2 separate regions of the Rattus norvegicus genome follow, and region 2 is linked to region 1. The links are chromatin contacts, called in public Hi-C maps. All regions are on one chromosome and are shown on one strand. Each heading gives the region's core, a stretch centred on a gene start, on an enhancer-like site or on the middle of the called end of the contact. The rest is flanking DNA. Distances are from core to core; before and after follow the strand shown.

What was found. A called contact is a pair of places that touch in the nucleus more often than the background predicts.
Region 2: a Hi-C map of kidney shows a contact between it and region 1, with 4 times the contacts expected there. The contact joins the promoter of Arhgef3 here to the enhancer-like site in region 1. A contact is called at or near these places in 11 of 12 Hi-C or Micro-C datasets (the A7r5 cell line, the Rat2 cell line, Schwann cells and 7 more) and 1 of 1 datasets of contacts at active chromatin or transcription factors (oligodendrocytes).

Annotation. Positions count from the first base shown.
Region 1 is chr16:2,377,963-2,382,502 of GRCr8, reverse strand. It overlaps a transcript of Il17rd not described here and a transcript of Arhgef3 not described here. Among named protein-coding and RNA genes, the nearest start is that of Arhgef3, 140 kb to the left of the region's middle. Within about 2 kb of position 2,217, at least 6 of the 93 cell types and tissues checked have an H3K27ac peak or open chromatin away from gene starts, as enhancers often do. A contact at or near this core is called in kidney, where this site is marked.
Region 2 is chr16:2,517,128-2,521,667 of GRCr8, reverse strand. Arhgef3 (Rho guanine nucleotide exchange factor 3) reads right to left here and starts at 2,457. Exons shown (of 10, transcript NM_001106061.1): 1 at 2,244-2,457. The coding sequence starts at 2,336.

The sequences.
Region 1 (4,540 bases), core at 968-3,467:
AGTACTCTCTCCTCTCCTCCCCAGAGAGGAAACTGCTCATTGGGGGCAAGGCCATCGAAAGTTAACAGCAGACACACCACCTTCTACTCCCCAGTGACTTAGTCACCGGCTTCTAGGACCCACTTCTAACTAGAGATGTCAAGATGAAGCAGGGAGCAAGGCTATCTTCCTGGCAGGGTCTGTAATCAGAACCCCTGGGATCCTATGGGCCTGCCTCCACTCGGCCTCCTATGGAGCTGCTTGCAAAATGGCTGTCAGTACTCTAGTTCTCTCTGGAAGGATCCGGGAACTTGAGAATGGGCCTGTGCTTAAGATCCCTAGAGTGGAGGCAGTCGGTCCAGCAAACAGGAACTGAGATTCACAGCTGAGATCAATGTGATCTCCCCGACTTGGCTAGGTGACAAATCAAGGATCCACATGACAGAATGACCAGGACCACAGCCTTGGGGAGAGCTGTAACTGGGGACAGTTAGGAAGAAACCAGCAAATATTCAGAAATGTTGTCAAGAGGGCTGGGTCAAGGCCAGACCCTGTACTGGAAGCCCATGATGACTGAACAAAGCTCTCACGGCTGCTCTGCCTACAGAGAGATTTGATAACCAAGGTGGCCCTGACAGGGAAGGCCCTGGATGGCAGGGAGGATAGAGTAGGGGGGAAGAATGGGTAGAAGAGACAGTGCACTCTCATGAGGGCTGGGAAAGAAAATGAAAGGGAAATACAATGGTTACAGAAATCACAATCTTAAAAATACCAAGAAGCCCGGCCACTCATAGATTTCCCATGCCCCAGTGGACAATCCAGCACCCATGTGCCCATGGGTAGTGTTAATCAGACTCAGTGGGCTGACAAACAAACAAATTTAAAAGGAGGGCATGACCTTGGGAGGGAAATCTGATGGGGGTCCTGTTAAGAGCTTTGGAGGGTAGATATGTTAGAATATGTCCCAGGTAATTGGTATTGCAACTCTAGGTGACTTCTGTGAGTATCACCACACACACACACACACACACACACACACACACACACACACACACACACAGAGCGACAACCAGCAGGTGAAGAAGCTGGAGCACACAGAATAATAAGTGTGAATCAGAGGGTCAAAGATGAGCCCGGGCTCCCACGACAGAGCCAGTGCTCCACTGAGACAGTGCCACCATGCTGCAGAAGACTCTCCTCTCCAGCAGCAGAGCTTTTGTGAGAGGCAGGAACAGGTGATGCCATAGAGGGTCATTTCTACACTGTCCCTCACCAGATGGGTAAGCATGCTTGTAGTAAGTTTATCCCATTTTCCAAGGGCTAGTAAACTCCTGCTCATAAAACCATGGAGACGGGGCTGGAGAGGTGGCTCAGCGGTCAAGAGCACCGACTGCTCTTCCAGAGGTCCTGAGTTCAATTCCCAGCAACCACATGGTGGCTCACAACCATCTGTAATGGGATCTGATGCCCTCTTCTGGTGTTTCTGAAGACAGTTACGGTGTACCCACACACATGAAATAAATAAATAAATCTTTAAAAAAACAAAAAAAAAAAAAAAAAACAGCCATGGAGAGGACGGCAAGGTGTTTCAGTGGGTAAAGGAGCTTGTTGCTATGCCAGACAACCAGGGTTTGATCCCAGGCCCAACATGGTGGAAGGGGAGAATTAACTCCTGCAGGTTTTCCCCTGACCTCCATATCCTTCCCCATGAATGTAACTTTTTTTTTAAAGCTTTTAAGTACCTAAAATAATGCCCATCGTGCATGCGACACAATAGATATTACCCATCAAAACTATCAATAGCACTGGTAGGACGGGAATAACCCACTCGATGGAATTGAAATGTCCCCTTGAGAAGCACAGTGTTCTGAATGTCCGAGCTCCTGGGCACGTGCATTCTCTAGTTACTGTAACTGCCTTTTGATTTCTGTACAACTGAGGGGCGGGGGCAGATCCTGTCCAGTGGAAGTGTTTGGTTTGAGAGGTCAACTCTTCTGGAGTCCAGCATTAATTAATCCGTGTTTGTGTAAGAGCACACACCCATCTGGCCAAAGGAACACTGGAGAACGCACTCCTTTCGGGACTTTGCTGGGCAGACCCGGGTGTTATAATAACAAGGTCGCTGCAGCTTTAATGGGGAAAGGCCCCTCCTGGAGAACTCAGTGTTCCACTGGAAATAGCTGGATGTGAATCTTTTCAGGGGCTGAGGGTTGGAAAGAGCACGGCTCCAACCTCCTCAAGGACAAAGCGAAGACAAACCACATGGAGTGTGGGTGCACAGTGCCCTCTGGTGGCCACCTTCAGAAATGCCAGGAGGCGCCTCGTCCCTTTGAGGGCACAGTGCCCTCTGGTGGCCACCTTCAGAAATGCCAGGAGGAGCCTCGTCCCTTTGCAGGGACTGGGCCACCAATCTAAACCGCGTATCAGGGGCTGGAGAGATGGCTCAGCAGTTAAGAGCACCGACTGCTCTTCTCAAGGTCCTGAGTTCAATTCCCAGCAACCACATGGTGGCTCACAACCATCTGTAATGGGGTTGGGTGTGTCTGAAGACAGCTACAGTGTGCTTATATACATTAAGTAAATAAATAAATCTTTAAAAAAAATATTAAACCGCATATCAGATCTTTGGTATTCCTCATCCCATTTTGTGTTGGGGATCAAACCCAGGGCCTTGTACATGGTAAGTGAGTGCAATATCACTGAGTCCTTTCAAGCAAACACTGTAATTGAGATGTGGCAAGACAAATGGGCAAAGACACTTGACCCTGACAACTGGAGTCAGATCCTGGCCACACATGGCACAAAGAAAGAAGTGACTCTCAGAAGCTGTCCTCTGATGCACACACACACACACACACACACACGCACACATGCACACACACACTCACACATATGCACACACGCACACACATATACTTACACATATACTCACACACACAATGTGTGTTTTAAAATTTTAAGTAAACAAAATAAAACAGGAACTGAAAACTAAAAGGTTTCATTTCTCAACAGAAGAACTGATAGGAAAAGATTACATTTGTCCTTTCCTTGGGAGGTTTTCTTGCTGCTGCTGGTATTCTTGTTTTCTGGCACACTTGAATGTCATCTACGAATGAATGCCCCTATGAGTGCTGAAGCACCAGATACACAAAGGATTCCGGCTGCTTGTGCTCTCTGAGTGTCCAAAGGCCCAGAGTGTCCCAACACCATCTTAAGAGACTGTCCTCATGGCTACTAGACTCTTAACATTACGAATCACACCCTAAGTCCAATCTGCCTTTTCCTTCCAGAAAGCCCTAGCAGGTTTGGGCCAGGGACAGTGGCCAGTGGCTGAGAAGACAAGTTGGGGTCAGACTCAGGAGGTATTGACTGGCCTGTTCTGGAATCTTCCAGTTTCCTACCTTTCCCACAATATGTTTGTGTCCTAGTCAGTTTCTTCTCCCTGAGGTAAAGTCTGAACTCATCATTCTCCGTGACTCCAAAGGAGTTAGTTAGGTGGGTGGAGGTGGGGGATGTAGCAAGGATCCAGGAAGAAAATGAAAGCCAGGGTAAAAGAAGAATCCTATGGGCAAAATAGATGGGAAGGGGATTTGAGTGGAGCCGGGGCAGCTTCAGGCAGCTAAGGATCCAGAACTGAAGATTGCTACTGTGTATAAATAATGTCTTGGGTTATTGTTAGAGAGCCACAGTACAGGGTAGAAAGACCATCCATGGCTAACGTGCACTTCAAATCTCCAAATATATCAAAGTCACACACGGGACTGTGGTGTTTTTATAGGTAGGGAAATCAGGGCTGAGAGAGGGCCTGTCCCTTGCTAAGGGTCCCTCAGCTCACCGAATCCCAAATACATCGGGCTGACGCCCAGCCCTGTTCTGGGATGCTCAGGGAGGAGGGAGGAGGCTAAGATGGCCCTGGAGACCAGCTCACGTGACAAAGCAGTGTGTAAACATTGCCAGAAACAACAGCTCCTTTCCTTCCCCACTCTTTGCCCTAATCACTGAGCCCCCTTTGCTCTTAAGCCCCACTTCCTGTTTGATAACCCCATTCCCATCGCTGGATTTCCACACAGCGATGGCTGCCCTTCTGCTCACGGCCAGTCCTGACCCCGAATCTGCTGATGTGAGGGCTAGGTCTGCACTTCCTCATAGAAGGCTTTTCCTGGAATTACACTCTAGCCATCAACCCCAGGGGCTCAGCCTTTTCTCCATCCCCACCGGCCCCAACTTTGTGCCAGGTACTTTACTTGGCTCTCAGGATATAAAGCCACTTAGAAAATAAAACAGAACTTTAGTCATCTACAGTATGAACCAACTTCAAGGGAAGGTGACTATAGTTAGCATGTCAACTTTTAGAATTGTCTGGGAAGAAGGTCTCAGTGAGAGACCTAGAATGAGGCTGGCCTACCTGTGGGAGATTCTCTTGATTGTGTTAAACGAGATGGGAAGACCCGCCTACTGTGGGTGGCACCATTCCCTAGGTGGGGAATTCAAGCCGAGCACTGGTGTGTATGCACCAACTCACTGCCCTCTGTTTGACTATGGATGTAACATGACCAGTGCT
Region 2 (4,540 bases), core at 1,208-3,707, 140 kb before region 1:
GTGACTGAGTACTAGAAGAAACCAGCCGAGGCCATGCTGCACGCAGTTCTCCCTAGAATGTGCTCAGGAGGAACAGCCATCACGCATGGTGGCTGGCACAGGTGCTCAGCCACAACTACCCTGAAGGTCAACGAGTCCTGTCATCGCAAGAAGGCCTTCAGAGAGACAGGCTTCCTTTCATTATCTTCTTTTTACAAAGAAACAAAGTTTCTCAAAAAAGAAACATTCACAGGACTTAACAATATCTATTTTATAAACAATTATATAATCTTGTTTTTCTTAAAAGGCAGTAAGTGAACGTGGGTTTTAGTGGTTGTTTTTAGACATTTATAAATACTGGCGACACCTACCGGCAGAAAATATATTTCTGTTCAGTCGCCCTTTGTGCAGACAGAAACAAGAAAACTTCCCCTGAAACCCACTTAAGTTTCTTTTTCCAACCTTGTCCATCTCCATTACTGGGAAGCTATTTATACCTGACCAATGAAGTTGGAGACATCTATCTCTGTCTCAAGTTGTGTCAAGTGTACTTTTATTATGGTAAAAATAATTATATTAATACAACTCAGTGGTGATCCCTGAAAAATACTTACCAATATTCCCCAAAAGCATTCACCTCCCATCCTTGTTTTCACACAAGTACATCCCCACAAAGGGAATATAAAAATATTAGTGATGAGGAAAATTAGCATAACAGTTCACGAAATGCTAGAGCACATATCTACAGACCATGACTAACAAGAAAAGAATAAGCAGGCAGCTTCACTTAAGCCTTTACCACAGGACTCCAAAACACAGGACAAAAAGAGCAAAGCCCGGTCAGAATTCACAACTATTTTCACTATGATCTTCTCTGACCCATTTTAGTTTATTAACCGAACTGGCTATGCTTTTTTTTTCCTCCCAGAAGTCTGAGAAGCCACCAGCCCCATCCCTACTGAAAACTCATATCTAACCCAGGCAGTAACAACCTGAACCCCAGGAAGGTACCACCCTGTCCAAACAGATGAGAACCCGTCACACTTCCATAGCTGCTGAGACTACGAGCTCTACAAATATTCAACTAGCTACGGAAAGGAGAGGGTTTTATCTTGTATAACCAGAGCCTGGCAGAGTCCTGCTGCAAGGAGGCACTGTTGGAGGAAATGAATCTCCAAATACACCTATACAGAATTCAGAGTCAAGGGCACACACTGAGCAGACAGACCTACATGTGTCGCATAGGTGGAACCAACCGTGCAGTGACTGGGCGGGACACACATCTGCCTCCAGCACCACCACTGCCCACCCGCCCCCCCCCCCCCGTCTTGGTGGTTCTCAGAGTGAGGCAGAGGAAAGTGGAGAACACACACACACACACACACACACACACACACACACACACACACACACGGGGGGGGGGGATGATTAGCTGGTGCTATAGACGCCACCACAGCAAGGCTAGGATCTGATAAGGCAACTGTCTTCTCTAAAACCCTGAAAAAGTACGAGAATAGTCTTCTCCCCCAGCTTAACCTACTAACTCTTTTAAGGGCAGTCAGCAACTTGCCAGAGACAGAGCACACGGGGGCGGGAGGGGAAAGCTTAAGAAAACCAAACTGAGAGGACTCCCTCAATTACCCAAGGGCACTGCCTCTCTCCCTGCGCCCAAGTTCCCAGAAAGGGAACTGTTTCTAGTCTTTAAGACAGCGAATTCACCAGCGTATAGCTCATTTTCAGCCTCAATTACTCTTTTAGCTTAGACCCAAAATGAACGACACTCTTCCTCCAACCTCCTTTATTGGTTACTTTTGACAAGTAAAGGTGCTCTGTCCTGCCCTTGCTCTCAAACAGCTACAAAACCAAGTGTGTCTGGTGAGATATCTGAACCGGTCTCAAAGAACTTAGGCTCTCTTAACCCCGACCGAGGACGGGGACACATTGCTTTACGAGGGGCTCTTCCTGACACCCAGGCCTCCCTAACAGGGCAGCGGTAGGTAGATGCCTTTGCGGGCTCTAGACAGAGACTGGAGTTCTGTCTGCCGGACTCTCCAGTAGGAGAGAGGCAGCGTCAGGAAACTGCGGTTCCCGGGCGCAGGGAGAGAGGGGCAGGGATAGAGGAGCCAAGAGAAGGCGAGAGGGAGCATTTGAAGGGGCGATCCGGAGAAGCGCAGCACTCCGGGGAGATGGAGAGAAAGTGTGCGGTATACAAGGTGAGGTGGCGGAGAAGCCCGAGGTGCAGGTGTGTGGAGGGCGCGTCCTACCTCGTCCTTGGCCACCCCGCTGCCCAGGGGCGCCTCCAAGCTGCAGTTTGCCCTCTTGACAGTGAGGTAGAAGGGGTAATCCTTGGCCACCATGGCAGCTGCCGGGCCTGCCCTTTGCGATGTCACCGCTGATCCCAGGCGACAACAAAAATCCCGGGTAAAAGAGGGCCCGAGCTCCACGATGCCGGCGGCGGCGACGCGAACACCTACAACGGCTTCTAGCAGGCTGGACCTGATGCCTGGCTCCACCGGGAGGGCGGGCCGCTGTAAGCCACGCCCACGGAGGGAGGGCGGATGGGCGGGACTAGAGAGGACCACCCCGCCCTCCTAGGAACGCCAGGTGCGGACGTGTAGACGCCTCGTGGGGCTGGGGCGGTTCTGCCAACTTTGGGGACCTCAGGGAACACGCGCGTTGAGCCACCAGACCCCAGGCAACTCCATTCGTGGAAGAACAGTTTGTAGCAAGGAGGCCCGGGAGCGAGGGGGCAAGGCCCAAGCCAGAATCATTTTGAGGCGTAGGCGGGGTGTGTGCAGGGTTTCTCTACATAGCCCTGGCGGTCCTTTTTTAAAAGTGAGCGTTAGTAGGGTAAAAGCAGTCCAAACAGTTAAATGCGCCCACTTTAAGTGTGCAGTTCAAAAAGCACCGCGTAACCAACCTCCACAGCCGAGAGACAAATACTTTCCACCACATATGGAGTCCCCTCTAACCATCCTCTTCCCCCTCCCACGTGCCTACACTCACGCCCCTACACCCACGCTGGACTGATTCAGTCTGTTTCCAGTCTAAAGCAAAGATCACGTTTTGGGGGATCTTTTCTAAGGGAAACACTGACGTTGTAAATGCCCAAGAAGCAATTAAAAGGGCGTTGCTGCAGCCCTGACCAGTCAGTAAAAAACAAACAAACAAACAAAAAACTAGAAACAATGGCAACGGTCTTTGGTAAGAGTACTTTAAGTAAACTTTTCTAATTATAGAACACCACCCCATAGCGATCAGAAAGGAGATGGGTCTATGGGTGGGGCACTGAAAGATCTCCTTGATGCTGGCCTCAGTTCGAAAAGTAAAAGGCTGGCCTTTTGAAGAATAGTTAGCAAGTGTGGGGCTCTGAGTTCAGTTCCTGCATCCAAAATATAACAGTGCGGAATCAAAGCAGTAGAACAGTCTGTGATCAAAACACATCTACAAAAGAATACTTTCCTTCTTCCTTCTCTTTCTTTGCTTCTTTGTTTCTTTGTTTCTTTCTTGATATTTTCTATAAAGACATACTTGTAGGTCAACAACATTTAATGTCTAGAAAAATCTGAGACAAACTTACACTGTCCCTGGTGGCAGAGGAGAAGAAACATCTGAGATAGAAAAGGTAGTGATAGTCAACAAAGAGGCTTTACAGTTACAGTAACAATTTTCAACGTCTTAAAAGAAAACTATGTTCGCATGTCACCCAGGGGAAAGAAGAAATTAATTTTCTTAAAGTTATCATTTCCTCCAAATAACATTTCTTGTAAACTTCCCTGTAGTATCTTTCCATCCTCCAGTGAATGGCCTCGTACAGCAAGTGCTGTTACAGGGAGCTACCGAGTCTTGTTTTTGCTGTTGGGGTGTGAGGGAGGCAGTGTGATGGAGAAATAGATCCTGCTTAGACATTCTCTGCTTCCAGATGAGGTCAGAACCCAGCAGTTCCTACTTTCCCTGGTGAGAAACTGCTTAACGTGTGGATCTTCCACCTCAGGTACCAAACCCACACCCTGGCCCTAAACCCACCCATTATCTTGCCCAACTAGATAGCAGACGAATGGACTGCCTTTGGATACGGGAAGAAGCATATGTGTGAACAGGGCTCCTAAATGAGTGGGTTCTGACGAGACAAGAGGAAGCTGTGGTTTTCTTTCTAAGTACACAACCTGAAGCAATAGGAAGAAAGCTGCAGCCAAAGAAGTGTGGAGTGGGAAGGAGCCTATGACAACCACTGACTTTCCCTAATGACATCCCCACCACACAGTCATACTCCCTGCAAGCGTAGCCAAATGTGCTGCTGGAGCAAAGGGAACCCCATCTCCAGGGTGCCCAAGCAAGCCAGACCAGAGGTAGTGACATGTCCCAGAGCCAAAGCACCCACAGCCTCTTTTCCTTTATCCTTTCCCTGTTCCTCCAGGGCTCACCCACAATCTCCACCACAAGACCCTGGGCATCAACAGTTCATTTGGTAATGAACTTTGATCCCAAATGAAGTACTGGGCCTTGCTCTCCAGTTGGAAAATACACTTACAGCCCTCGATGGGGAATTCCCTGCAAGAGA